Linked DNA regions of Mus musculus: all the other regions are linked to region 1. The links are chromatin contacts, called in public Micro-C, promoter capture Hi-C and targeted proximity ligation maps. All regions are on one chromosome and are shown on one strand. The core of a region is the stretch at or near the end of the contact, and the rest is flanking DNA. Distances in the headings are between cores, read along the strand shown. Region 1 holds the start of Apba1 (amyloid beta (A4) precursor protein binding, family A, member 1). Region 2 holds the start of Tjp2 (tight junction protein 2). Region 3 overlaps Mamdc2 (MAM domain containing 2). Region 4 holds the start of Mamdc2 (MAM domain containing 2). Region 5 holds the start of Smc5 (structural maintenance of chromosomes 5). Region 6 overlaps Mamdc2 (MAM domain containing 2).

Evidence for each region. Promoter capture Hi-C pulls out the DNA fragments that hold promoters and counts their contacts. Hi-C and Micro-C count contacts between places; a contact is called where the count stands out from the background.
Region 2: a contact with region 1 is called in a Micro-C map of embryonic stem cells, with 5 times the contacts expected there. A contact is called at or near these places in 3 of 39 promoter capture datasets (the 3T3-L1 cell line and cranial neural crest) and 1 of 484 Hi-C or Micro-C datasets (embryonic stem cells).
Region 3: a promoter capture Hi-C map of hippocampal neurons shows a contact between it and region 1, with 2.9 times the contacts expected there. A contact is called at or near these places in 5 of 39 promoter capture datasets (the 3T3-L1 cell line, the HPC-7 cell line, hippocampal neurons and 1 more), 1 of 484 Hi-C or Micro-C datasets (cerebral cortex) and 3 of 130 datasets of targeted methods (forebrain, memory CD8 T cells and neural tube).
Region 4: a promoter capture Hi-C map of embryonic stem cells shows a contact between it and region 1, with 2.0 times the contacts expected there. A contact is called at or near these places in 1 of 39 promoter capture datasets (embryonic stem cells) and 1 of 484 Hi-C or Micro-C datasets (myocytes).
Region 5: a contact with region 1 is called in a targeted proximity ligation map of pancreatic cancer cells. A contact is called at or near these places in 9 of 39 promoter capture datasets (the 3T3-L1 cell line, the HPC-7 cell line, embryonic stem cells and 4 more), 4 of 484 Hi-C or Micro-C datasets (LSK cells, embryonic stem cells and nephron progenitors) and 5 of 130 datasets of targeted methods (astrocytes, embryonic hindbrain, neural tube and 2 more).
Region 6: a targeted proximity ligation map of forebrain shows a contact between it and region 1, with 8 times the contacts expected there. A contact is called at or near these places in 1 of 39 promoter capture datasets (hippocampal neurons), 4 of 484 Hi-C or Micro-C datasets (cortical neurons, embryonic stem cells, neurons and 1 more) and 3 of 130 datasets of targeted methods (astrocytes, embryonic forebrain and forebrain).

The regions. Positions count from the first base shown.
Region 1 is chr19:23,756,222-23,760,611 of GRCm38.p6, forward strand. Apba1 (amyloid beta (A4) precursor protein binding, family A, member 1) reads left to right here and starts at 2,655. Exons shown (of 13, transcript NM_177034.3): 1 at 2,655-2,870.
Region 2 is chr19:24,223,117-24,227,620 of GRCm38.p6, forward strand. It overlaps Tjp2 (tight junction protein 2), which reads right to left and starts at 1,910. Exons shown (of 24, transcript NM_001376368.1): 1 at 1,735-1,910.
Region 3 is chr19:23,315,459-23,319,628 of GRCm38.p6, forward strand. The region is part of intron 11 of Mamdc2 (MAM domain containing 2); the gene reads right to left. Among named protein-coding and RNA genes, the nearest start is that of Gm41821, 18 kb to the left of the region's middle.
Region 4 is chr19:23,446,357-23,450,889 of GRCm38.p6, forward strand. Mamdc2 (MAM domain containing 2) reads right to left here and starts at 1,966. Exons shown (of 14, transcript NM_174857.3): 1 at 1,669-1,966; 2 at 1,224-1,337. The coding sequence starts at 1,702.
Region 5 is chr19:23,272,311-23,276,941 of GRCm38.p6, forward strand. Smc5 (structural maintenance of chromosomes 5) reads right to left here and starts at 1,587. Exons shown (of 25, transcript NM_001252684.1): 1 at 1,324-1,587. The coding sequence starts at 1,508. Gm33950 (a long non-coding RNA gene) reads left to right here and starts at 1,598. Exons shown (of 2, transcript XR_386613.2): 1 at 1,598-1,695; 2 at 1,914-2,049.
Region 6 is chr19:23,357,455-23,362,217 of GRCm38.p6, forward strand. It overlaps Mamdc2 (MAM domain containing 2), which reads right to left. Exons shown (of 14, transcript NM_174857.3): 7 at 1,696-1,789. Among named protein-coding and RNA genes, the nearest start is that of Gm41821, 60 kb to the left of the region's middle.

The DNA.
Region 1 (4,390 bases), core at 1,405-3,904:
GCCCATCCATTGCCTACCATGAACTACAAACGTGGTTTGAGCTTCCTGCTAGAGGAGGCACAAAGACACCATCCAGAAGGAAAAAGGATGTTTACATTTTCCTTGGGAGGAAGATTTCCAGTTATTAACCTTTGACAAATGGTTGCCATTATAGTGATGTTAGCTAAGTGACTTTACTCATTGCCTTTAATCTGCACCAAGGCCCTGTAGTAGAAGATTGAGGATAAAGTATTATTAACGCAATGTTTCTTTCACTCATGGTTTGGTAGGAAGATCACCCAATGACACACAGTGAGGCTGAAAAACATGAGCTAGCAAATCAAATGTTAGCAAGTTGATACATCTGTATTCCTCACTTTCCTTGGCATTGCTGAAAAGATGCAGGACAATAAAAACTAAAGGAAAGAAGGGTCCCCCACAGAGGAGCAGGCAAGGCAGCTACATGCAGAGGTAGCTGGTCTCAATGAGTCCTTTGTCAGGAAGCAAAGAACCAAAAGCTGGGCTCCACTTAATTTCTCCTTTATACCCAGGCTGGATTCAGTCTGTGAAAAAAGTTCTGCCCACATTTAGGGTGAGTCTTCCTGCTCGGTCCAATCAATCTCCTAATTTCCTCGAGATCTCTGAAGTAACTCTAGAGCTGTCAGGGTTGGCGAAGATTATCCATCATGGCGTTAAAATGAGCCTCTTTTATCTATACTCTCTTATTTAACCTAAAATTTAACGAGATAAGCTAGCTTCCTTCTTAAAACTACGGTCCATCTCCAGGAAGGAAACAGAAACGACTGCAGAAGCCTACTCTGACATCCATCGCCCCCCAAAGGGGAGCACAGGAAAGCAAAAGCAAAGACTAACAGAGCTGAGAGCCAGAAGACACACCGAACCTACAAGCTCGCTCGCTCACCAGACACACAGAGTAAATTAGTCCTGCCCTGGACTCTGAGAGCCCCACCCCCACCTCCCGGGGAGCTGCCTTGGGAGCGCTTCAGGAACAGCATTGTGAACCCCACCCTGGTCTTGCTGGATCAATCTCAACTCTCATCACTCTCCAGTGTGTGTGTGTGTGTGTGTGTGCCTGAAGAAGTCAACGTTATGGCTGCTGCCTGCCTGCTTAAGGCATCTGGGCTTCAGTCCTGCCTAGGGGGCTCTGATACCTTTCCTTCCTCTAACTGGTCTCCTGGAAAGGCTTTTTCCTCAGGCAGTCCAGGGAACATCAGATACCCCTGCACCTTGGCAGTTGGAAAGTTCACAGTTGTTCTCTGATGTGTAGTTTTCCCAGGGTGCTATGAATTCTGGAGGGACGAGGACCCTATCTGGCTTTCACCAGAGAGGGTAGTTTTACTGACAAGATGAATAGGGAATGACTGTCACAAGAAAAACAACAATGGCCCTTATTTCTAGTATATGTTTAAGTTTTATGAAAAGATACTGGGGGGACAGGAGAAGCTATACTTTTCTTTGTCAAAGCCAAGAAACTAATTACGAAGTAGAATGCAGAAATTCATGTGAATTTTAAGGCTAAACAAGAATTCTAGGATGCCTCGGGCTACACCCGTAGATATTTCTGGAGATACTGTGCTTAATATGGAAATACTGTATAATGATAGATTTATCTCTCCCTAGGTCAGATAAGGAAGGCTTGTCTTCATTTCACTAGATGAGAATATGCATACTAAGACGGACTTGAAAATTATAAGGTTTCGGGGGAATATGACCCTTAATTTTTAAATTGAGAACTCTGTCCCAAAGAGGGGGGAGGATGTAGCTATGGAATCGCCTATTACAGATGGAGCTGGCGCCTGAACCCAGGCGCCTGAACCCAGCCCCGCCCTCGCCCCTCCACTCCCACCCCGCCGCCGCCCAGGGGCCAGTCCACCTTTTCATTAAGTCACAACACCTGCTACCTGGTCCCTAGTGCTCAGGGTCCCCACCCTCCAGAGAACCTAATCATATACCAGGCGAATTGCCTCTGCACGTCTGGAAGACTCTTTTAAGCTCCTAGCAACGGGCATCGAGAAACCAAGTGGACCATTTCCCGACCCCGCCTTCCAGACGCTTTCTGGGTGGGGCGGGTTGGGCAGCGCCCCCAGTGGGCGGCCAGACAGACGCCCAGCTTGTTCCTCTCAAGCTCACGCGGGCGCCCCCTCGCGGCCACTCGAGGAGCGCAGCGCCGCATTGCAAGCTCCAAGCTTTTTCTTGGCTTTCAGGCCCGGGAAGCGGGAAAACTGCGTGTCACTAAGCAAGAGGACACGGGCAGCCGTCCACGCGGCAGTGTGTCCTAAGCGTGACCAGAGCCCATTCGCAGAGACGGGGCCGGGGATGAGCGTTAGGGACCTGGGACAGAGGACCGTGGAGGTCCCCCTGTGTCCCCGCGGGAGGCAGCCACGTAGTCCATTCCAGGCTCTCGGCCACGAGAGGGAGGGACTCGCGCACAGCTACGGCGACGGCTGTGGACCCCTCGCACGCTCACGCGCGCCCGAGCTGGACTGTCGCGTCGGGCCCGCGCCGCGCGCGCGCACGCGGGTGGGCGTGGGAGGCAGGGGCGCTGCTGCACGCGGCGTGCGCGCGCTCCCCCCGCCGTCAGTCGCAGCCGCCCGGCCCCGGCGCGCGTCACGAGGGCGAGCGGGCGGCGAGCAGGGGGTGGGGCCGCGGCCGGAGGGGCCCGAGCGGCTGCCGAGCTAGAGCCGGAGGAGCGGGGCGCGGGCGGCTGCGGTCCCGGTGGCGGCGGGGGAAGATGGTGGCGCTGGAGGCGGGAGCAGCTGGAGAGCAGCTTTATTCCCAGGCTTGGCACGGTCGCTGTCACTAGCGCCGCCTGCTCCCGCGGGCCCGCGGACCCAGCTGTCAGGCAAGGTACCACCGCCAGGGCGGGCTGGGTGAGTGCCGGGCGCCCGACGCCCCGGACGGAGCTCGGGTCCTTTTGGAGGGATGATCCCGGGAGCTAGGGGTGAAGCGTGGAACAATAGTGCGGATGAACAGGGACGGCAGGCGACATCCAGGGAGGCAGTGCTTGGAGCTAGCGAGGCGGGGGAAGGGTGTGTACTAGAGAGATGCCAGGCGTCCGGTGCGCGCTGAGATACCCGGCTTTGGGAAGAGCGGGCCTGATGACAGTCACGGAAGGAGTGTGTGTGTGTGTGTGTGTGTGTGTGTGTGTGTGATAGCAGAGGGGATGGAGGTGGCAGATCCGAAGTGTAGGGGGAGATGACATTTCCAGGAATCCCCGCTAGGATCCCTCCTCTCTGGCTGACTGATGATGGAAACCGTGAGGTGGGCAGGATGCACTTGGTGTGTGAAGTGTGGAGGGGAGGCAGTAGGGTAAGGCCGGGTTTGTAAAATCCCGTGTAAGAGTGAGTGTTTAGCGTGCAATTGGATCCACGCTCTCAAAACTGCGCCCCACATCCAGCGATCTGCTTTTCCTGACTTGATGCCGCCAGCTAACACTGTGGGACAGTATTGGTTATTTTGACCCTGCAAGTCTAAGAACAGTTTCTGTTCTGCTACTGTTCTTGGGTGGCTGGGTGTACGGATTCTCGCTTCCCCTTTCCCTAACGTCCTAACACGGGGATGTGGAAGTGAGCGGTTGCTTTGAGGCACATGGCAGCAAACCAGGATAATGGTTACACCTTTTGAGACAGCTGGTGTCCCTGGCTCTGAAGGGCGCTTTCTTTGGCACTTCACAGCCTCTCATTGACTGCCTGACTCTGCAATTTCTATTGTTTATCTCTTGTCTAACCCCAAGAAGAGGGTGTTTAATGGTCATCTTCCTCTCCCGTTCCCACAACTTTTATCACCAGACTCCCTTCCATATATAAGTACTGAAAACCTTCTAGCTGAAGATTGGATAGTCTTTGCAATGATTCTTTTAGAATAAACTCTTGAGGTGTGTAAAGAAGGTGGGGGCTTTAAAAATACAAGAACAAGATTGAAAGGGAAGTAAAAAAAAAAAAAACAAGGAAAAAAAAAAGAGTGCCCCAACATGCATTCTCTTGGGTGTTTTTCCGTGGGAAATGGGATGCTAGTGACAGCCACTCTCCCGGCTTTCACAATGGTTAGAAGGTCCATTTAGGAACTGAAATTTCCCGAGACCCATGGATATAAGATCTCCAGTCAGTGAAGTCCCCGATTTCCTTCCCAGGACAGCTCACTCGTAGGAAATTTGGCAAATGTTTGGCTCTCCAATGATGTCTAGGAACCAAGACAGAGAAAAAGCACGCAGAGTCTATAGATGCTTAAATTTCTCTGCGTAATAAAGATAGGGTTGCGTAGAGAGGGAAAGCACTAGAGATGGCATATCCGTATGCGTGTCCACTGCCGCCTGGTTCCCTGGAGTCTGTATTTCTCCTGCAATATCCATAGGAGTGAATGCACCTTTATGATAATAGCCCAGTACTTTACT
Region 2 (4,504 bases), core at 660-3,159, 470 kb after region 1:
TAAAGACTTATTTATTTAATGCATATGTGTACACTGTAACTGTCTTCAGACACACCAGAAGAAGGCACCAGATCCTATTTCAGATGGTTGTGAGCTACCATGTGGTTGCTGGGAATTGAACTCCAGGACCTCTGGAAGAGCAGTCAGTGCTAATACCTCTGGGCCATCTCTCCAGCCCTGTAATTTTTTTTTAAGTGCAGTTTCATTACTTAGTACCAAGGCAATGAGGAATTAAGAGATTTCGGGGAATCTATACTTAGTTAATTCATGCGGGCTGAGTCCACTCCCTAGGTGACTCCATTCCATTGCAGTCTAGACAAAAGAAAACCCTCCTGGCTCTTTATCTTCCTTAATGGAAAGCACACAACAGAATCCTGCAGCTAGCCTACCTTGGCCACTTAGTAATGTTGCATCTATTCTGCCTATTACATTCCTAGTCAGGATTCTCAGCCCCCTGAAGAAAACTGAGGGCATTCGGTGCCGTTTAACTTAACATTTAGGAAGGTTAAAATGCTCAATTTCACGTTCCGTATCATTTTAAGGCACATTTCAAGGCCAGAAACAAAAAAACCTGCAGCCTTATATGTTAGCCAAATATCTTCAAATCTCAATAAAGAGCCAATGGCTCTGGGGGCGGAGTGGGTAGGTCCAGTGTGGCTGTACTGTCTGTCCCCATTTTTAAAATAGCATTCAGATTTAAGGCTGAGTAGGAGTCCGACGTGATTCATTCCTTAGCTGGGCACCGCCACTTTTCTTGGGCCAAAGGTTCCCAAAGGTCAAAGTGCAAATAGATCCCAGGGCTAACAGGTCTAGGGTGCGGCCTGAAACCTGGGTTTTCAAGAGGCCCCCAGGCAATGTCCCAGAATCCCTCTCTCCTTACCAGGAAACTGGTCTTTCAAATGAACTAGGAAAGTCGGGAAACTTTTAGAGGCCAGAGGAGCCTCTGAACAGAACCCGCACACCTGCGGACCTGGGAAGGCGCGGTGGACAACTCAGAGACAGTAGCTCAGAAACCCTCTCGCACACTGCAGCAGCCTGGAAAACACCCTTTTCAAGCTCGGAGAATGCTTGGCATTCGGTGGCCTTTTTCCAACATAAAAATCTCCAACTCGGCTTTGACTGAGAGTCCCATAGAAAAGCCACGGAAAGCAGCCCTGGAGAGCTGACAACGCCCTGTGTTGACAACTCGGCTCGTCCTTTATAAAAGAGTCGAAAGACCCCAAATATATATATACACACACACACAAAGTCGAATTAAATGTTTCACAAAGCGACGGGACTGTTTTCCTGTCGGCGGCGGGGGAGGGGGCAGACTCATGGTCACCAGGATCGCCCCCACCTGCACACAGACACCAGCTTTCCCTCGCTCCGCGCCCGTTCAGGTCACCCACCCCTTAGATACCATCGCTGCCAACAGAAACCCAAAGGCCCTCTGAATCTAGCAGAAGAGACGCTCTGCGGGAGCGAAACAATGTCCCCGCCTGGAAGGACAAGGAGGAGCCAGGCACCTGTAGCAGCGGCGTAAACTCAGATCCCGGGTGACCCTAAGTCAACCCCGGTGATGCGAGGCTGCCCAAGGGTGGGAGATGGAAGTACGCACGCAAAAAGCAGTGCTCAAGAAATCACATCCCAAACCCCACGGGGACAACCGGCGTTCACGCACGCTGCCCCGCGGCGAGCCAAGGCTCCAGAGCAATCTTGTACCCCGGGAGGGACAGAGCCGCAGGTACTCGCCTGGAGAAGGGGGGCGGCGGCAGCCAGCAGAGTCAGCGCGCAGAAAGCGACGGTCCCAGGCGTCGGGCGGCGCAGCGCGGGCAGCGCCTGTCCGGAGGCGGAGTGCCGCGGGCTGCCGCAGCAGGCGGGAGCCAGTGACCTCCGCCACCGGCCGTTCCTGGGTATTGTTGTGACTCAACCTATTTCCTGTTTGGAGGGCTAGAAGAAAGGGGGACAAGTGCCTATCTAGAGTGTGTGTGGTTAGGGGGAGGGTAGATGGGCGGTGGCCATCACCTGCTTCCTCCAGACCCGGAAAAAAAAAAAAAAAGTAGCTCGCGCCACTTTGGGTCGTCCTGTTGGCGGAGGGGGAGGCCTCACCGGCGCCACCCAGCGGTGGGGCAGGGATTGAGCGACGCTTCCGCCTCTTTTCTCAGCAAAACCCCCAAGCTTCGGCTCAAGAGTATAAACATTCGCAGGGTTTATCTAATTCGTGCCCAGATCTGCTTTCAGTCTTTCCGCAGGTGCTGGCGAGGAAAGGTCAGTCACCCCTCAGAAACCACGGGAAGGGTGTTTGTGGGTCACTGTATGTATACGGTAGGGGAGTGGAACGGGTTGATTTTTGTTTGGGGAAGAAGAGAAACGGGTAATGGTATCGGTGAAAGATAAGTTTTAAGATCAATTTCAATCCCCCTCCCCCTCCAACCTCCCTGGTTCTCTGGCTCTGAGGCTCCAATCCGGAAATACCGGTTCCTCTCGGGGGACAATAGGTGAGGGCGGAGCACTAAGCCCAGAGCCTGCTTAGTCACACCGCGGGGAAGGAGGAATGTGCCTAGTGCCCAAGGCTGCACCCGGGGCGCAAGTTCGCCTTCCATTTAACCTAGTCTGGTTAAAAAATCCTAGGAAGAAAAAAAGAAAAGAAAAGAAAAAGAAAAAAAAAAAAATAAAAAGAAAAGCTGGATAGTGGTAGCGTATGCCTTTAATCCCAGCCCTTGGGAGGCATAGGTAGACGGATTTCTGAGTTCGAGGCCAGCCTGATCTACAGAGTGAGTTCGAGGATAGCCAGGCTACACAGAGAAACCCTGTCTCAGGGGGGAAAAAAAATCCTAAGAAGATTCCAGGGTACAGGATAAAAGTTGTGGTGATGGCGAGATGGATAGTGGTGATAGTTGTGCGGTGTGAATGCTCGCACTTGCCCACTGCGTTGCAATTTTAAGTATTTTAGTTTGCTTTTTTAAAAATCCTGTAAAGGATGCTGAGGTTCTATTCCAGGCAACTTCGCGCACGAGCGCCCTCTCCTCCCCACAAAACCCTTTCGCCAGGAGTAACTATGTCAACTGAGACACTCTCTCAAGGAAAAAAAAAAAAGAACAAAAACAACAACAACAAAAACAAAACCCCAACAAGAGAAACCAGGAGTGGTAGCACAGATTTGTAATCCCAGAGCTGGGGAGACAGATCCTTGGATTTACCAGCCCCCGAAAAATGAAAGACCCGGTCTTATAAACCAACATGGACAGATCCTGAGGAACAGGTGTTATCAGACCTGCCAATACACACACACACACACACACACACACACACACACACACACGCCCCAGGCAAAGGAAGATCAAACCTGAAGGCTCAGGCTTTAAGAAAGTATCACTTTAAGAAAAATGAGCACAAGCAAACTGTTAAGCAAATAAAAGCATACCAATTGTGCCTCCATTTACTAAGAAAGGAAAAACACCTACCCATGAATTTGCTTTTTCTTTTTTTGAGTTGAGGTCTTAGTTACTATGGCCCTAATGGCCCTTCCATGCAATCCTGCTGGTTCCAATTTTGGGGTAATCCTCCTGCCTCAGCCTCCCAAGTACTGGAATAATGGGGTGAACACTGCTGTTGTGTTTTTAAAAAAGAGAGAGAGACAGAGAGAGAGAAAGAACTTGGAATATGTTTGTAGGGTGAGGTACGGTGAAGGGGTGACTCTGGGCCCATGCTGAGGCATCCCAACCCCCTGAGGTACCAGCCATATGACAGATATAGCATGGAATAGAGTTTATTTAGAGCATGAGGAGTCGAGAGAGTAGAGACAGAGAGAGAGAGAGAGATAAAGAGAGCGAGAAGAGGAGCAGAGGCCAGCCATTAACATGTGGAGAAAGAGGGGGAGAGGAATGGGGAGAGAAGGGACAGAGAGGGAAGAGGAGAAGAAGAGAGTGAGGAGGGGACAAGCAGCCCCTTTTATAGTAAGTCAGGCACACCTGGCTATTGCCAGGTAACTGTGGGGCAGAGTTAAAAAACTACCATGTCCAGTTGTGTGTGTGTGTGTGTGTGTGTGTGTGTGTGTGTGTGTGTGTGTGTGTGTGTGTGTGCATTTTAAATTATTTATGGGGGGCCTGGAGAGATGGCTCAGCGGTTAAGAGCACTGACTGCTTTTCCGAAGGTCCTGAGTTCAAATCCCAGCAACCACATGGTGGCTCACAGCCATCTATAATGAGATCTGACTCCCTCTTGTGGAGTGTCTGAAGACAGCTACAGTGTACTTACATATAATAAATAAGTAAATTTTTTTTAAAAAATTATTTATGTTTGCATTTGATAGTATGGTTGTTTTGTCTGCATGTATGTCTGTGCACTGTGTACATGTCTGGTACTGTCAGAGGCTAAAAGAGGCCATTGGATTCCCTGGAAGTAGAGTTACAGTCTATTGCTAGCCTGAGACCCTGTTGGGAGTACAGCGTGAAGTCCTTGTGCCCACAAATCTCCAGGGAAACCAGGAATGTTAAGCACACAGGATTGCCTTTCCAATGAG
Region 3 (4,170 bases), core at 308-2,807, 440 kb before region 1:
AAAGACCTGTCATAAACAAGGAGTTAGTTTTCCATGGGCACACATTTCTGGAGCAGGATGGGAATGGTGGCTGCCCAACGATGGGATATGCTTAATGCCACCAAACCAAATGGGGACAGTGTATTTTTCCCACTGTTGTGAGTTTTAGAGAAAAGTTAGTTATAAAGTCGCCGGTCAGAGCCTAAGACGGGGGTGGGGGGGGGGGGTGGGGGGTGGAGGGCGGGGGAGGGGAGGAAGCACAGGGAGCTCCTATAGAGCAGGAGGGGCGCAGGCCACTGGAGCCATAGGCTGCTAGATTAGGGGCTCCTTGAAGGGCTTTCGGCAGAAATGAGGGTGAGGTACGGGGGTGGGGGTGGGGGTGGGGGAGGGCCAGTCCAGTCAGACCCACCAGATGTCCAGTATTTTAACAGTTTTAATCAATTAATTCTATAGGTTAGAATATGGAGTAATAGGTTTCATTTTGCATTTTCAAACATTTTTACCACATCTTTAGAAAGCTTTTCATAGAAGTCTTCCTTGGGAAAGTGGGGTCTGACAGGATCAGACGCAGCCATGGGAAGCTTAGCTGTAGAAAGACTGTAGCACACTGGAGCCGCTAGGTTACAATCTGGGTATTGGGTACACAAATCTTTTTTTTTTTTTTTTTTTTGGTTTTTTCGAGACGGGGTTTCTCTGTATAGCCCTGGCTGTCCTGGAACTCACTTTGTAGACCAGGCTGGCCTAGAACTCAGAAATCTGCCTCTGCCTCCCGAGTGCTGGGGATTAAAGGCGTGCGCCACCACGTCCGGCCCTGGGTACACAAATCTTAAAAGACAAGGACTTGAACTGAGCTGTTCTTTAATCAAATATGTACACACACACACACACACACACACACACACACACACACGCATGCACGCACACCATGAACATGCTCCTGCCTGACTGATCAGAAGTTTGAGGCTACCTGGCCACCAAGACCTTGCCTTAAGAAACAATACAAAAGAAACAAAGAAACCAAACCCAAACAACACTTCAAATACTTAGCTTTCTTTTTCTCTTAACAGCATATTTCAGTAAATAAATTATTCTTTGATGTGTGTTCTTAGAAATAAAGAAGACCCCCTACTTGGACTTATTAGTACATTGGAAGGTAGTTTAATTTCCAGAACAAATACTCAAGAACAACTGAAAAGCGATGGTGTCTTTCTTTGGAATCACAAAGACAGTGAATGGAGATGCTCTTTTGGGACGAGAAAAGATGGGGTAGAAAGACCACGTGTTAAGAGACCAAGTGGACCAGGAGCTGAGGCTATGGGGGTTGTGGGGAAGGAATTTCTTATAAATGACATAGTTATCTGTTGATATATTATTTATCATCATTTGGCCCGGAAATTCCCTATTGAAAACAACCTTCTAAAACAACATTTTTAAGTTCTGTCAGCCTGGCATCACATACATGGTAATAAAAACCCAGGAAGTTTCTTATGACCCGCTGTCACTGTCCTGTAAATAAGAGGGGGTGGTGGCATCGGTGTTAGGAAGCTTGCTGCTTCTGTAAGAGAGAGCTACTCATGCAGATGGTGCAGGGACCAAGGAATAAACCCAGCAAAGTCAATGCTACCTCCATGCCAGCCATTCTCCATCTGTCACAGAACTCTTTCTTTTAACAGCCGTGAAGTGGTAGGGCTAGAGTATTTTTGGAGGATGCCTTTGTTATTTTAGTACAGTGATTTATTGATATGTATTCCCCAAGATTTCATCATCCAGGTTCTATCTTCATGATATTTTTTTGTCCATCATACGCTCGTTGCATTTAATATTTCCTTTTTAATGCTTTACTTGTAATACTTCTTAGTTTTGTTACTCATATGTATTATTCGAGCAATAAACTTCATGTTATCATGAAAACAGAAAACAAGCTGTGAGGCTATAATATAATGCATCTGGCATGCTGGTTATGGGTTTTCATATGCATGGGTATTACTGGCAAACCTAAAAATAGCTATACTCTTATCAGTCGATGTTCTGGGGGTGGATAGACTATGATTAGGGGGCTTAATGACTCTACCAAATCTTTCGCTTTCTGCTAAGGAAATTTATTAGTGGTCACAGGCAATGGCTTTCTGTTTTAGAGAGGCACATATGGCATTAAACAGTGAATCCAGGAAAGTATTACAGAGCCAGACATCAGATTCAATAAAAGATTCATGAATTGTAAAAATAACAACATCACACATTTCAGTGGCTTTATGTATTACCAGTTAATCATCAGAGCGACCCTAGGGACTAATAGGGCATTAACCATGATTGCTGCTTTATATAAGGAAACTCAGACTCAGAAAGGCCATGTAATCATGCTCCAGGCTCTGCAGCCAGCAAGGAGCAGGGACAGCTCACTGCTGGACGCTTTGTCTTTCCACAAGACTGTACCATGCCAACCTCAGACTGTGGAAAGGTCTTTTTGCAATGTCCTTTAATAAGCCAGGAACTGTATCTCCCTTGGATTTGCTAATATATGATGATGCATTGATTCTGACAGGCACAGAAGTACCTGGCATATTTATAGAGGGCTTTTTTGAGCTTCTCATTTTATTTAATGGATTTATATTGACTTACCATTTAATACAGTTATTTACAAAATGGCTTAGATGCCTCTCTCCTTTCTTCCTTCTCACTGTATATGCTCCTGCTAGTATAGACTGACAGGCTTGACGGATGGGGCGTGAAAAGGTAGGATGCAGTGTACAGATACAGACATGTCCTTCAAAAGTCCCAGAATGCATTATGTTAATTAAAAGTGCCCCGGGACCATCAAGGGTAAACAAATACACGGTAGGCATCAAGGAGACACACAGTGTCTCAGTGGAGCCCTTTCCCATGTATAACAGGAAGTCCCACCCTTTACGGTCTCTGTGGTTATCTAATTATCTACATTTGAAAAGAAACCGTAAAAAAAGTTTGTTAGGATTAAATGCCATAAGCCTCCAATGCAGGCAATAGCTTTCTTTTTTTTGTTTTTGTTTTTTTTTGGTTTTTCGAGACAGGGTTTCTCTGTGTAGCTCTGGCTGTCCTGGAACTCATTTGTAGACCAGGCTGGCCTCGAACTCAGAAATCTGCCTGCCTCTGCCTCCCGAGTGCTAGGGTTAAAGGCGTGCGCCACCACGCCCGGCGCTTTTTTTTTTAAATGCAAGTCATTATTATTATTATTATGGCAGTGTGTACCTAATAACAAAAAGCTTATTGCTGCTACCTAAGAAAAGCAGCAGATAATTATTAAAACTTTACTAAATGCATTTCCACAATATTTAATATGTTGCTTCAGCTGATCTATAATAGGCTGTCTACCTCCAGCACCCTAAAAAAAAAATCTATGAATTGCTGTTAATTGTTTGAATAAATGAAACATTTCAAAATACGTTATTTCAGGATTTGTCCCCCAGTAAAGAAAATTTTCAATGTTATCCATCTAAGTAAGCAGCATTATATTAACCGTTCAAGTTACTTTAAATCACTGGTTCTCAATCTTCCTTTAATACAATTCTTCACGTTGTGGTGACCCTCGACCACAAAATTATTTTCATTGCTGTTTCCTAACTGTGTTTTTGTTGCTGTTATGAATCATAATGTAAATATCTGATATGTAGGATATCTGACATGCACCCCTTTGGAAAGGGTCATCCAAGCCCCAAGGGCATCACAGGTTAAGAACTGTTGCTTTAAATAATATGATATGGTTGTCCAAGTGTCTTCTGTGACAACAGAATAAAGAGTAGACATTTATAGCATTTTTATACTCAGTGTTTACAAGGATTCTTGCTTGACTCACATTAGTCTCCTCAATCTTTCCCTAGGCCTAACTTCTCCTCACAAAATCCTATTTTGTAGGTAACTTTCTAAGTCAGGCATCTTCCATCCTAGATATCTAATCGAGGAGATACGTACATAATCATTGCCTTCATCTTCCACCATCCCATGAATGACAGCCGTGGGCTGCTTTCATCAAGAATTCTGGTAGGTCAGTTCATCCAGAGTCCTTCCTACCCCTGACATCACTTCCTGTTCCTTTTCCATGCCCTGATCTCATCTAGCTCCGTGTTTCTCCATCCCTCCTTGGCCATGCTATCTCCTCCAGTGAGAAATCACTCGGCGCTGTTTCCTATGTCCGCCATGATGGCCGTGAGAAAAGTC
Region 4 (4,533 bases), core at 716-3,215, 310 kb before region 1:
AAGGGGGTGACAAGCTTAAACTCTTCTCTTGAAACCACCAGCAAGACAGGGACCCCTTAAACATCTTTCTCACATAAACCTAAATAAACCACACTTAAGACCTGGCAAGTGTTGGAGACAAGAGATGACTATTGACTTAGTATCTTCTGTGTCCCCCACCCCACCCCGCCCCCAGCTGTGGTTCAGTATTGGCCACTCAGTCAACCATGTGACTAGTTGAAGGCTCAGATTCTCATATGAATGCTATTATCAGCCACCTGTGCGGGTCAGGGAAGCTCACACAGGCAAGGCTCCCAAAGTCACATGGGCAGGAAGGACTGTGGTCACAGCTCTCCGTCCTAAGCAAGCGTCCAGTTCCAGGGAGCCAGGCTGGATGACTTGAACTCCAAGGTTGCCTGAGCTGGGAGAATGCTCAGCGGCCTTCCTTTATACAGCAGCATGTCTTCTAAGGGAGTCTACTCTAAGTCCAAATAAATGGTCCAAAGTAACACGTTTCAAAATGATGGTGATAAGAGCGAAGAAAGGAAAGGAGAGGGACACCAGTGCTTGTTACTGGAATGTTTGTTTTTTTTTTTACTGTAACAATGAAGGGTAAGAAAACACATCACAGACTCCTTTTCACTTAAACGTTGTCACCGGAACCCCAGCGGTGCAGAGTAATGTGACTGATCAATTGGCCCTAGCCCAGTGGCTTCAGGGACTCCGTGGTGGAGTTAACTCTTTTGTCCAGTGCTGAATTAGATACAATGGGAAAGGATGAATCACAGGTAAAACTGCTGTGGGTGGACCAAAGTGGGAGAGCTTAGCACAGAGGACGCTCACAACCGTGTGGAAAATTTCTGCAAAGCTTCCTGTGAGCTAGTCCGTTTGACAATCTCAGCTCGGGCAAGTAGCCACTGAGACTAGCAAGGCTATCAGCCTGCAGGGGGCACACGGCTAGGGGCAACAATCATTAGCAGAATCCCCTTTGTCCCTTTCAATAGGGTGTGCTGGGGGTAGGAGCGCATGCTCAGAGCCAGGTACACAGCTGTTCCCCTCCGCCCCCTTTCCCGTGGTTTCCCTGGCCACTCTTTGCTGCAGGAGAGTTGGAAGGAGGTTTCATGACTCACACACTTTTCCTCCCAAAGGGAAGTAACTCCAAGATATCTTTACTTCCGGGGGGTTGGGAGGAACAAGACGTGAAGAAAGTTCACCTCGAGCATCTTTCTACGAAGTCCCCTTACCTTCCTCATTTAGTATCCAAGGCAGAAACGCAAACACGGAGTCAAAGCCACACGTGTCTTCTTCAAAGGCGCAGGAGCCAGCGGGCAGGTCTAGGGCATTGGCAAGCTGCAAGGCTGCGGGCACAAAGGGACTTTCAGTTTGGGTTTCTGCCTGGTAGTATTGCACTAGCCCTGGGGACTACCTGGTGAAGTTCGGGGAGTCTTGTGGGAAGGAAAGAGAGAAGGATGTCTGACCTCCCTCAACACTCCTGGGACCCTCCTCTGCGCAACTCCATACCCACCCCCATCCCGTGCTTGACCAGGGAGAGCCGGGAGCTTAGTGGCTGAGAATTGTCCAGAAGAGCTGTTGGATGGCGGAGCGGACACCAGAACCCCACCCTGACAGCCCAAGAGGGAGCGAGTTTCCAGGACGCCCTCCCCGGGGGGGTCTCCTGTTGGTTCTTACCTTGCACTACCAGCAGGACCCCTTCTAGTAGCATAGTTGAACTTCAGGCAGGAGGACCCGCGAGGGCTGCTGGCTCACTGTGGCCCGCTGCTCCTAGGGAAGGGAGGGTGCTAGGCAAGGAGCTGGGGGACCTGCTGGGGGATGCCACAGGCTGCTCAAATTCGAAGAGTCTGAGGAGCAGAGCGCGCTGCGCAAGGCTGTAGCGTCCGGCCACTCGTAGCCCGGTTGGGCCCCGGGCGACTGCCGGACTGGACAGGGAGGAGACAACTGCACACTTGAGAAGGGCCAGCCACCACTTGGGGGAGAGGAGAGGTCAGCAAGTGGTGCCTTCGTCCAGAATTTTAAAGCTGGGGACCAGACCTCTTGCATACACTTAGAAGGGGCAGTCCCTCTGCTGGGTTGAGACCAGAGACTCCTGCCCCGCCCATCCACGGTGGGAAACAGCTTATTTCAGGGGACAGCTTTCCCTGCATGTAGCTTGTAACTATCTCTCTCTCTCTCTCTCTCTCTCTCTCTCTCTCTCGTGTGTGTGTGTGTGTGTGTGTGTGTGTGTGTGTGTGTCCCTAATTTTAACCACCTTTCTTTAGAATGGAAAGGAATGGAATTCTCTTAGGGCTTTCTAGAGGAAATTTTGGATATGGTGGGCGTGGGATAAATTTTAATTCTCAGAGCGTTCGACCCAGTGTTGCTAACCCTGGAATAGTACCCCCCCACACACACACACACACTCCTTTTGGGCAGAAGAATGTCTGGCATGCTTGATGTTCAGCGTTCCCTGGTCCAGTGAAATGGGGGGGGGGGGCAGTCCTCTTCTGCAAACAGCCATTCTAATGGAAGGTTGGGGAGAGGGTCATTTCCCTGATATCAAATAGTTAAAAGTATATTAGTTTTTTTCTGCTTCTTAATCCCCTTTGTATGCTTGTGCAGGCATTTCTGTGTCTAGAGTAGGCTTATTTTTAATCCCCTAAAGAGGCCCATGTTTGAGTCCCTCATCCAGTATTTCTGTGGTGGGACTCCTGATTCTGTACATTTCTAATCAGTTTCCAGCTGAGGTTGGCCCGGACCCACTTTCTGAGGACCGCTGGTCTAAAACACTCCTGTTCAGCTGTCAAAGCTCTGCTCACTGTCTTCAGTTTGACCTCTCAAGCTTGTTTTTCCTACCTTCCACAGCAGCTGTCTTGTTGGGCCTGGATGCCCTTTCTCCCTGGCCCTTGACACTGGATTGACTGAAGCTCGTCCTTAATCTCTTGCTGCCTTTTCTGACCACTCCCTGGGCGCTTTACCTCGTCCCTCACATTTAGACATCACCGCATATATCAGAGGCTGATGACTGATGATGCTGGGGAAGCACAGTAGCTGCTGGCTTCTGTCTCACTATCACCTGACCATTATCCGAGTGGATGCTTGCAAGTTGTCTTGGACTTAACAGGTCTCAAGGAGAATGGTTCACAATGTCAAACTTCCTCTTTTCCACCTTAGTTAACAGCGTTGTTTTCCAATTGCTGATGACAGAAAAACTTGAGAATTTAGAGTCAGGCCCGAAAGCTCTCCTCTTCCCAAGACAATGCCAAATCTTGCCTGTTCCGGACTGACATCACACCAGGTACCCACCTGCTCCATGTTCATATTCAGGCCCTGATTGGTCGCTGCTGGCATGTTTACTGCCCTGGGATACCACAGTGGCCTCATCATCCTGCTCTTTTCCCTTCTTAAGCCTTGCCTACCACACTGCCTTCTAACTAGAGTTGTAAGGGCTTCCCCTCAATACAAAAATAGCCTTTTCCCAAGAAGCCACAAGTTCCCATATCATTTACCGAAATCCAAATTCTTCACAAGGACCTGTCACATCTAGCCAAACCTCTTATCTCCTCGTTGTCAGCCCTCAACACTTGGTTTGTTTCTGTCCTGCCAAACAGTCCAGTTGTGTTCTCACAGGATGTTACATTAGCCATCTCCACTGTTCAAAATGCTCTTCCCCACCGATGGCTTGCTGCCCCGTTAGGTCATCACTCCAGTGTTGCTTTAGTAGTGGAAAATCCAATAACCACCTCCATAATTTGAAAAAGTGTTTGGGATTCGTCTTTGAAGTTCAGACATATTTTCATGAATTTTCTGTAAGTTATGGCTCAAAGGATCAGAAACTTGTTTGGGGAATGTTACTCACTGTGTTTATATACATTCCCTCAGGTAGGAGAGAAAAGAGAACGTTTATTATATACATCATTGCAGATATTTTATAGAAATAATCTCATTTGATCTTCATAAGAAGTTGCTATGTTGTTGCTACAGTTTCGATCCACAGTGCTTCTGAAAGTCCCTTATGTTAAAAGGTTGTTTCTCAACCTGGTGCCACAGGCTATATGGAAGAGAATTAAGAGGTGTGGCCTTCTGGGAGGTCCTCAAGTTGTTGGCATGGCTCTTAGAGGGGTGGTGGGTCCTCAGCTTGTTCTTCTTTCTCTCTCCAAAATCTTGGCCATAAATTCAACAGCTTTGCATTGGCACATGTCCTCTCCCGTGGTTTGAGCAGAAAACTCCTAAGCCGTAAGCCTAAAGAAACCTTTCCTCTTTATAAGTTGATCATCTCAGGTATTTGTTGCAACAACAGCAAGTTGACTAGTGCAATAAGCCCCGTTTAATGGATGGAGAAACTGAGGTAAAAAGTCCAGTGACAACAGGTGGAGGAGACAAGACTAACCCAGCCAGCTGAGGTGCCTCCTTCACCTTACCTTCCACTTTGGCTTCTTGCTCAGAGATGACACCCTCTGATGGATACAGACATTCAGAGACAGCTGTGAATCCATTTGAACTTCAAGACTGCTTTCAGCTTCACAAGCCACTGTCAATCACAAGCTACTATCAAACTGG
Region 5 (4,631 bases), core at 337-2,836, 480 kb before region 1:
CAGAGGCGCTCAACTGCATTCATCATTTATTCTCCGTCCACTCCACCCCCCCACTACTCTCTCTTGAATAACCAGATTGGTTAGCCAGAGCCAGACTTGGGAAGAACTAGGACACACTCCTCCACTCTCAGGCCTCACAATCTATAGGCAGATCTTATCAAATAACCCTTTCAGCTCTGCATTCTTGCTTTCTTACTTTAAATATTCTTGCTTGCTATCTGGCACCCTTTCAAAATCACAGGTTCCCGACCGCCTGCCTGCAGGATGATGCTGGAGTTCTTTAGTATAGTAACAGACAAGCCGGAACAATCGTTTCCAACCTCTATTCACCTATGTTCTTACATTCTACCTAAGGTCACTCACGAAACATTACAAACTGGCTTTCAGGCAGTTCCTTCTTTGGGTAATCGTCTTCCCTCCTTTTCTACTTTAGTATCTTCTTCACAAAGCTCTGATGGTTGGGGATGGACTTAGCCTTTTCAGTCTGTGCCTCCCATGAAATCCTGGGTAGATAAGTTACAGCAGATAACCTCATGCTGAGTACAGTTACCTTTCCTGATCAGGATTCAAATTAGCAATTTTGCTATTAGAATCTATACAGACCGGGGCAAAAAAACAATAGCCATGAGTTTATGTCATCAACAAAGACAGGTAGAAACGCAGCGATGTGTAAATAAAACAAACGAACACCTGATACACAACTGCTTGAAAAAAAAATGGTATTGTTATTAAGGGTCTATAAATTATGCAAGCCTACATTTAAGAAAAAATACCTCGAAAAGATAACTCTAAGATGATAAACAGATAATGATATTTCTGGTAACATTTAGAATCTACTCAACTAGTTGGGGTCGGGGCAAGGAAGAAAGGAGGATTGGACGGGGCAAGAATCTGCAAGGAGGTACAAAAACTGGGAACACGATTTTTAATTTCTTTGGTACACTCTAATCTCCAATCAACAACCATTACCATGTCATCTGCCCATTCTGGAAATCGTGTACACTTTTTAAAATTTGCCACTCTGCTGTAACTGTCGAGTTTTGTGAAGTGCACAGGTCCGTGGTAGATCGAGATTCGCAGATTAACAAACTAGAGACCCGGCCCCTTCGTATCTACTGCCTAGAGCCGACGCCTTCCAAAACCACTGGGTGGATAAAAACATCAGGCCACACGCCTACTACAGCCAACACGGCCAGTCTTCGTGGCCTAGGCAGGGAATGCCTCAGGGTTAGCCTGGCACAGGTTCCCCACCGCCGGGCACAGCCCACCGCCCCGGGCCTGCGGGCCGCTTGCTCCCGCCCAGCGCGGCCTGCCGCCACTCACAAGAAGTTCTCCATGGCGATGCGGACGATTGAGCCCTCGACGAAGGTCCCGGACGGCCGCGGCAGCGTCGGCAACGGGTTCGAGTTCTTTCTCTTGCTCGGGACCTCGGAGGAAGCATCTCTCGGGAGAGACCGCTTGGAAACCTGGGGGTTGGGGGGAGCAGCCTTCCCGCTCGGAGTCGCCATCCTGGCTTCCTCCGCGTCCCGCAGCGGCTTCCGTTCCCGGCGAGCCGCAGCCCAGGAGCCTCCGCGCCCGGCTCCCGCGCTAACTGACCCCGCCTGACCCCGCCCCCGCGGCCCCGATGCGCTTGCGCGGTTCCGCCCCGCAAACCCGAGGCCACGCCCCGACCAACGCTCCCCGGTGGCCTCAGAGGTGCGATGTGTGTGTGTGTGTGTCTGTGTGTGTGTGTGTGTGTGTATGTGTCTCTGTGTGTGTCTCTGTGTGTGTCTCTGTGTGTTTCTCGTGTGTGTGTGTGTGTGTGTGTGTGTGTGTGTGTGTGTGTGTGTGTGTGTGTGTGTGTGTGTGTTACTACTTTGCAACGGTCCCTCCCAGAACTCCAGGCTTCATCTGTCTTATGTTCTACATTGCAGTTTCCTTCCCTGGTGCTCAAATGAACTCCAAAGAAAAGATGCCTGTTGACTGTGCCTGTTGTTGGAAGCATGGCACTAACAACCATCTGATGCTCTCAAGATTGTGAAGAGTGTATTAATTACTTGCCCACTCACACTTCCTAGTCCTTTTATTGTATAATTTATTTATTTTTATTTTATGTGCATTGATGTTTTGCCTGCATGTATGTATGTCTGTGTGAGGGTGTCAGATCTCGGAGTTACAGACAGTGGAACCCAGGTCCTCTAGAATAGCAGTCCGTTCTCTTAACCACTGGGCCATCATGCTATCTCCCAGCACATACATTTATTTATTTATTTGAGACAGACTCTTTATATAGCTCTAGATGGACTACTACTCACTAGAGAGCCCAGGCTGGTCTTGAACTTTTACTACTTCTGCTTCCTTAGTGCAGCCACCAGTTCCAGTGCAGCCACCAGATGGCCTCTCCCTTCAGGGTTTCTTTTTTCTTTTCTTTCTTTCTTTTATTTAATTAAGCATTTCACTTATTTACAACCCAAATGTTGTCTCTCTCCCCCCCCCAGAGTTCTTCCCCCCCCCCCCCATCGCTCCTCCTCTTTGACTCTGAGAGGGTGCCTCTCCCTTGGTATCCCCCCTCCCTGGGGCATCCAGTCTCTGCAGGACTAAGCACATCCTCTTCCACTAAGGCCAGACAAGGCTGCTCTCTGCTACATATGTGCTGGTGGCCTTGGACCAGCCCATGTATGTTCTTTGGTTGGTGGCTTATTCTCTGGGAGCTCCTAGGGGTTCAGGTTAGTTGATATTGTTGGTCTACCTATGGGGTTACCATCCCCTTCGCTTTCTTCAATCCTTCCTTTAAATCTTCCATAGGGGTCCTTTCAGGGTCTTTAAATTCCCTGCTTCTTTAGGAATGGCTCTACCTCCCTGTGCCCATGTTCATCTCATTAGCCCTTTCAAAGATTATGCCCCTGAAGCCCATAGGCAACATTCACCCAACCAATAATAACCGGCCAGAGACTAGGGTAATGGGGAAATAAAGATAAACCATTAAATAGTTTTAAGTAGGAGAGGCCTGTGATCTAATTAAAGCTTTTCAGTCATTCTGCTTGCTGTGTGGAAAACTCATTGAAAGGAGACCTGGGGAGGCCAGTTAGAAATCCCATGCAGTAGAGTCCTCTTTTGACCACTAGAACCAACACTCCTTTTTGCAGGCCCCTGCTTCTTTCTCTCATACAAATGGAATCTGCTCAGTAAAAGTTAAAATGAAAGAAAACATAATCATTGTAGAAAGCATATAAACTTGTTATGGGTACTTGATGTGTGTGTGTGCCTCTGTGTGTGTGTGTGTAAAAATTAAGGAATACCTTGTAAAATGTTCAAGTAACAGGAAGAAATAAAAAGACCCAGTGCTTAGGATACCATGCTGCTAGTACTTCTACACATAGCTGGTATATTCTTGGCTTCAAGAACTTAAAGGTTGCCAGGCATGGTGGTGTATGCCTGCAGTCTCAACACTCAGTATACTGGCCAGGAAGATCACAAATCCTATCAAGGAGAAGGAGGGAGGAGAGGAGAGTCAGATTCTGAACAAGTAATTAGTTATGAGGGAATTTATTCTATGGACAAATAAGAATATAACCAGCAATGGTGGGACTTAAGAGCTTCACCATTAAAGTTAAAGAGTTAATGGGACCAGCGTTACCATTTCGTGCCAGGATGAGACTTTTAGAATGCTGTTAAAGTTATGTTTCTAAACTTAAAAGTTGGGAACAAATCCCCAAATTTGGATGACTGCAGAAAGACAGTCATACTGTGGGTTTTAACTGGCTCGTCATGGTTGCCACTGTATCAGAAAGCACAGTAAAGAAACCACTGAAATGGCCGCTCAGTGCTTGGAAGGGAAAAGCTTACTCCAAGCTGCCAAGACCATCTCTCCAGGAAAGCAGGGCAGGGAGAATGAGGGTTTTAAAGAGACTGAGTAGGAGGTGAGAGGGGCCAAGATGTTAGTGTGGGGGTTGGGAAAGCATAATGAGCATCTGTGAGGGGGGGCGGGGGAGCCTGGAGGCCAGCATGGACTGTGATGTGCAGGTCAGTGCAGCCGTAGGTTCCTTCTGCCAGTGGCAAGGGAAATGATTCCCTTGGGAGATAGCAAAGCATTTCACGAGTTCCAGAGGAATGCTGCTTTTTATCTAAATGCCAGGAATCCTTCTATAGTCCAGGTTGAGCTTTTCTATATATAGGAACTGTCTGAGAGCTAACAGATACCATCCTGAAAGAAGGATAAGGTTGGACCAGCAAGATGATGAAGCACATAAATGTATCTGCTGCAATCTGGGGTCCCACAGTAGAAAGAGAGAACCAATTCCTAGAAGGTATCCTCTGACTCTTACACGTGTGCTTTCACTCACACAACACCATACATACAATAAAAAGAAATCCAACCATAGAAACAATTCCCATGAAGCATAGGAACTTGGGGAGCACACAGGAAAACAATTGTAAAGGGAAAAAACTTGTAATTTCTTTATTCAAGTTAATTCTTAAGATTTTAGTGTAGTTTAAAAAAAAAAGATTTATTTTATGTATGTAAGTACACTGTCACTGTCTTCAGACATACCAGAAGAGGGCATCAGATCCCATCACAGATGGTTGTGAGCTACCGTGTGGTTGCTGGGAATTGAACACAGAACCTCTAGAAGAACAGTCAGTGGACTTAA
Region 6 (4,763 bases), core at 2,082-4,581, 400 kb before region 1:
GTATGGCGAGAAAACTGAAAATCATGGAAAATGAGAAACACACAATGTACGACATGAAATATGGCAAGAAACACTTAAAATTGTGAAAATTGAGAAATACACACTCTAGGACCTGGATTATGGTGAGAACATTGAAAGTAGCCTCATTTTACTGGAATCTTTTTTTCCCCCCTGTTCAAAGGTCAGACGGATGTTATGGGGAAGGGCTACAACCCACTCTGTATCTCTTTTGAAGTATCGGCAAGGTTGCCTTTGTTACTTCCTGGCTACTTCTACCTCCCGCCCTATACAGAATTAGGTGGGTAGATTAGGAGGTGGAGTATTTGCCTCCCTTGCGTGGGACTCTGGATTGAGATGGCATCATCTAACTCTCCTTAAAGAGTTAGAATTAGAGACACCATGACCACAGCAACTCCTGTAAAGGAAAATATTTCACTGGGGCTGGCTTACAGTTCAGAGGTTTGGTCCATTATTGCCATGGCAGGAAGCACAGTGGTACACAGACAGATGGTACTGGAGAAGTAGCTTAGAGTTCTCCATCCTTAGGCAGCAGGAAGAGAGCGTGGTACTGGTTCTGGCTTGAGCATTTCAACCTCAAAGCCCATCCCCAGGGACACACTTCCTCCAACAAGCCTACACCTTCTAATAGTGTCACTTCCTATGAGCGTATGGGGGTCATTATCTTTCAAACACACACACACACACACACACACACACACACACACACACGTCCTTAGTTTCAGCAAATTAGCCTTCTCTTTAATTTGGGAATGAGAATTTAGCTCAAGTGGGAAATATTATCTTAGTCTGTTTGATAGGATATAGCTGAAAGCATTATTACAGACCTGCTCTATCTTCAGAGAAAGTCAGGCCACAAAGGTCAGCTTCAATAATGATTTCCCATGCTCCAGATACAGAAAGAATGCTTGTTAGTAAGATGGGATGGCCACAGTGTTGCCCTGAGCACTGTGAAGAAACGAATTTACTGAACAGTAAGGTCAATCGAATTTAACTGTGCCATTAACTACTGTCGTCCTTATTGTAAAAACACGTGTGTTTATCCATTTTCCCAGAAAGTTGAGAATTCCCTCTCTTTTTAAATGACAAAGTTATAGAATTTTAATTTTGGCCCTGACAAAGTTATATGAGGGTTCACTTTGAAGAAGAAGTTAATTAAATTAACAGCACATACTGTTTAGCCAAAACCATTCCAGTGATATCTACTGAATACTAATATATATAAGAATAAAGACATTATGGATCTTGGAGACTTGAAAATTAGAGTTTTTATAATTCTATCCAGAAGGTTGTAAGAGTTTTTTTTTCCCCCTTCAGGCTATTGAGCTATTCATGTATGGAACTTTAAATAATACCTTTATTTAAAGAAATACATGAATTTAGGTAAATTAATATTTAAGTTTTGCTGTGTGAATAGAAATAAAAGACTAAGCGTCTCATGCAAGCTTGTGTATAGTATCAATGAGATTAAATCCACTATATGAGGGATGAAAGAGGGGAACAGTTCAGAAAACAAACAAACAAACAAACAAACAAAAAGATTATTCCGTTGATGATCTTTTAAAGACAAGGTAAGAGAAAAGATGAGGAAATTAAAGACAGTTAAAAACAAGTGCCAACTCTGGGCATCTGGCGAGGCAGGCACCTTCCAAGCGAGGAAGAGTAAGCAGGTCTCACCTGTCTGATTTTGGCAGTGAACAGGAGAGAAAGAAATATCATCCAGGGCAACGTAGCCTCCTTTGGGACCATTGAAAGCAACTTCAAAAATAACCTGGGAAGAAAAGTGACAGGTTAGCATATATTTACATACTTTCTTGCTCTTACATGATTAAAAATGGCACATTGATCAAGCCAACTAAGGCCAAGTGACAAGGACTCATGCAAGTCTTTTCCAACATGTAAGTGTTTGGTCAGTACCCCACTCAACCTACAGCCTCTTTCAAGGAAAATGAAATCGCTATGTTTGCCTCTTGAAACGTTGTCTCCTGAGGTCTAACTCTCAATTCGATGATAGTAGAAGGCAAGTCCTCTGGGGAAGCCCTCATTCATGAGCTTAGTGATGAGAGTCCCAAGGAGCCTTCTTCTATGTGGAGACACAATGGAGGATGCCATGTGTTCACTGGGAAAAGGACCCTTGTCACGATATATCTGCTAGCATGTTGATCACAGTTTCCAGACTGTAAGACATGAATTTCTGATGTTTGTAAGTCATTGAGCTTGTGGTATTTTGCTGTAGCAACCCAGCCATAATGGACCAAGACACTTGAAATTTGTATTTACTGGGCGCCCTATCCCCTATTCCCTGAGTACCAGTCTAAGCCATTCCTGACAGATTCCAGAATTGATTGGCACCATAACCTTCACCTACAGGAAAAAGTCAGTGAAGAAAACAAATTAGGTTCTTCCATTATCTACAGAAAGCTAGTCTCTAACCTGTCTGTGCCCCTTGTCCCATATGGCATTCTGGATGAGAGCTAGGGCAAAGAGGCACAGTAGTCAGAGATGAGCACTGTGATCTGGCCTTTCCAGCCATGTTCCAGTGGATTCACAAAGACCATGGGACAGCAAAAGTTATACTTTCTTGTCTCCCACCCACTAACTTTGAACTTTCTGAGACAACAAGGCACCAGGTGTGATAAGCACAGGCTCAAGTTGTTAGGAAAACAATCCAGGTGTGCCGTCTATGCTGTGTGAGTTGACAGCTAGGGCACATTGTGGGTCATGGCTTCAAACTTAAATGCATGCCAGGTCCAGGAAGGCATAAATACATGAAGTTGCATGAAGTCTGGGATGCAGACTCTTGAGAGTGGAAAGGGCAAACCTATCTAAAGGAGGCTGCTGCTACCCAGTGACCAAATCCCTTGGATCTCAGTTTGCTGCCCCATTGGAGAGTAAGGTTTTGCAAATATAATTAAGATGAGGTCATGTTGTTGAAGGGTGTGTCTCTATTCCAATTGACTGATGTTCTTATAGTCTTTATAAAAGGGAAGGTTTTTATGTGTACATTCCTCCCATCTCCAACACAAACCAAAGACATTGGAACTGTTAGAAGAAGGGGAAAGACTTTGTTCATATTGAGCAGAGAGATTAAGGAGCTCTTTCTGACACGGGTCTGCAGTCACAGCACATATGCCAGGGTTCTCTGTTCAGAAAAGTCTATGTTTATTTTCCTCTTGAAATGCACCACATTCCTTGTGATTTCTCCAGTGCCAATTCCTTTTCTTGGCAATTAGGAAGAGCAAACAACCCAAATGACAGACTTAGACAAGCGGAGCAAAATCCCACACATGTGGATCCAAAGAGGAATGGTACGGTTAGTAGTACTCAGCAATATGACTTTTGAGTGCCGATTTAAAAAATATTTAGCAGTGCTCTATTCATGCAAATGTTGCCTAAAGAGTTTATATTGTAATTAAGGAGTTGGTAAAGAAAACACTATCCATGTGTGTGTATGTATGCATACACACATGTGTGTGCGTGTGTGTGCCTGTGTGTGCATGCACATGTGTATACACATGCCTGCCTGCCTGTGCATTACCATGTGACTCATTTGACTTTAATAGAAGGAATATGTTCTGGGGCAGCATTTCTTTTCCTTCTTGTAACCAAAGTCATAGAAAAATTTCCACTGGGCTGTATGAGCAAATCAAAGCCTGGTCAGACTTTGTGACAGGAAATAGCACACATTCTACAAAGGCACTGTGCTCTCTCTGGGGGCTGTTTGGGGTTCAGGAGATGAGAGGGAGATGAAGGAGGTGGAGGAGTGTCAGGCACACTAGCAGCAGACAGAGCACATTGGAAATGGAGACCAAGCCAGCCTTCTCCAGTTCTGCAGCAGGCTAGCAGATGGCGCCATTGAAAAGCAGCCAGAGGAATAAGCGAGTTCTGTTCTCTAAAGGGAGCTGGAGAAGATACTGCAGAGAGTACAAAGTGAAATGGAGCGGGTATTAATGCCATGGCAACTAGGACTCTCCTTATAGCTAGGTGCAAATGCTCATACCAGTCTTACACACGTAGCAACTATGATGCTGCACCCCCAGCTTGTGGCCTGGTGGGGGTCTCTGATAGACTGAAGCTTTTCCTACAGCTGCATATTAGATTCTAGTCTAGGAAGTCCCCTAAGCTCTCTGGCATCTCTCAGCTGTGTGACCTAGAAAAAAGATGTCAGACTTCTTGGATGTTTCTCTTTCCTCCTTTGTCCTCTGAATATGGGCATAATTTTATATATGTACTTTAGATAAGCATGTTCTGAAAGACACACACAGCTAGAGCTATAGATTTGGATATGTGCTTAATGAAAGGTCTATCACAGTAAACACTCTAAAGTCAATCGTCATTGCCATTGTTGTTTAACTTAGTTTCTTTTTTTTCTTTGAATTTTCTAATTCTTTTGCTTTGGATATTTATCACATATATAATTGTAAAAAGTTGTAATGTAAGAACCCCAAGATTTGTTTCAAATTAAGGCTGTAATGATAAGTTTACTTCTGATTTTATAACATTGTTTTTGTTGCAAAGAAGAAAGTAAGTTATGGGTGGTTGGTTGGTTGGTTTGTTTTTGTTTATAAGATCCTTTAAAGTTGATCTAGTGTGTGTTTTCCTGTAACTAAGCAAAGAAGCTGGGCATGGCAATCCAACCCTCCAGTTAGCAGCTATGGGAGGGACTCTTCTCTTGCTGACTAGATTCTTTGAGCCAAAGGACTATCAGTTGAATAACCAGCCAGACTACCCTTGTGCCAGCACCG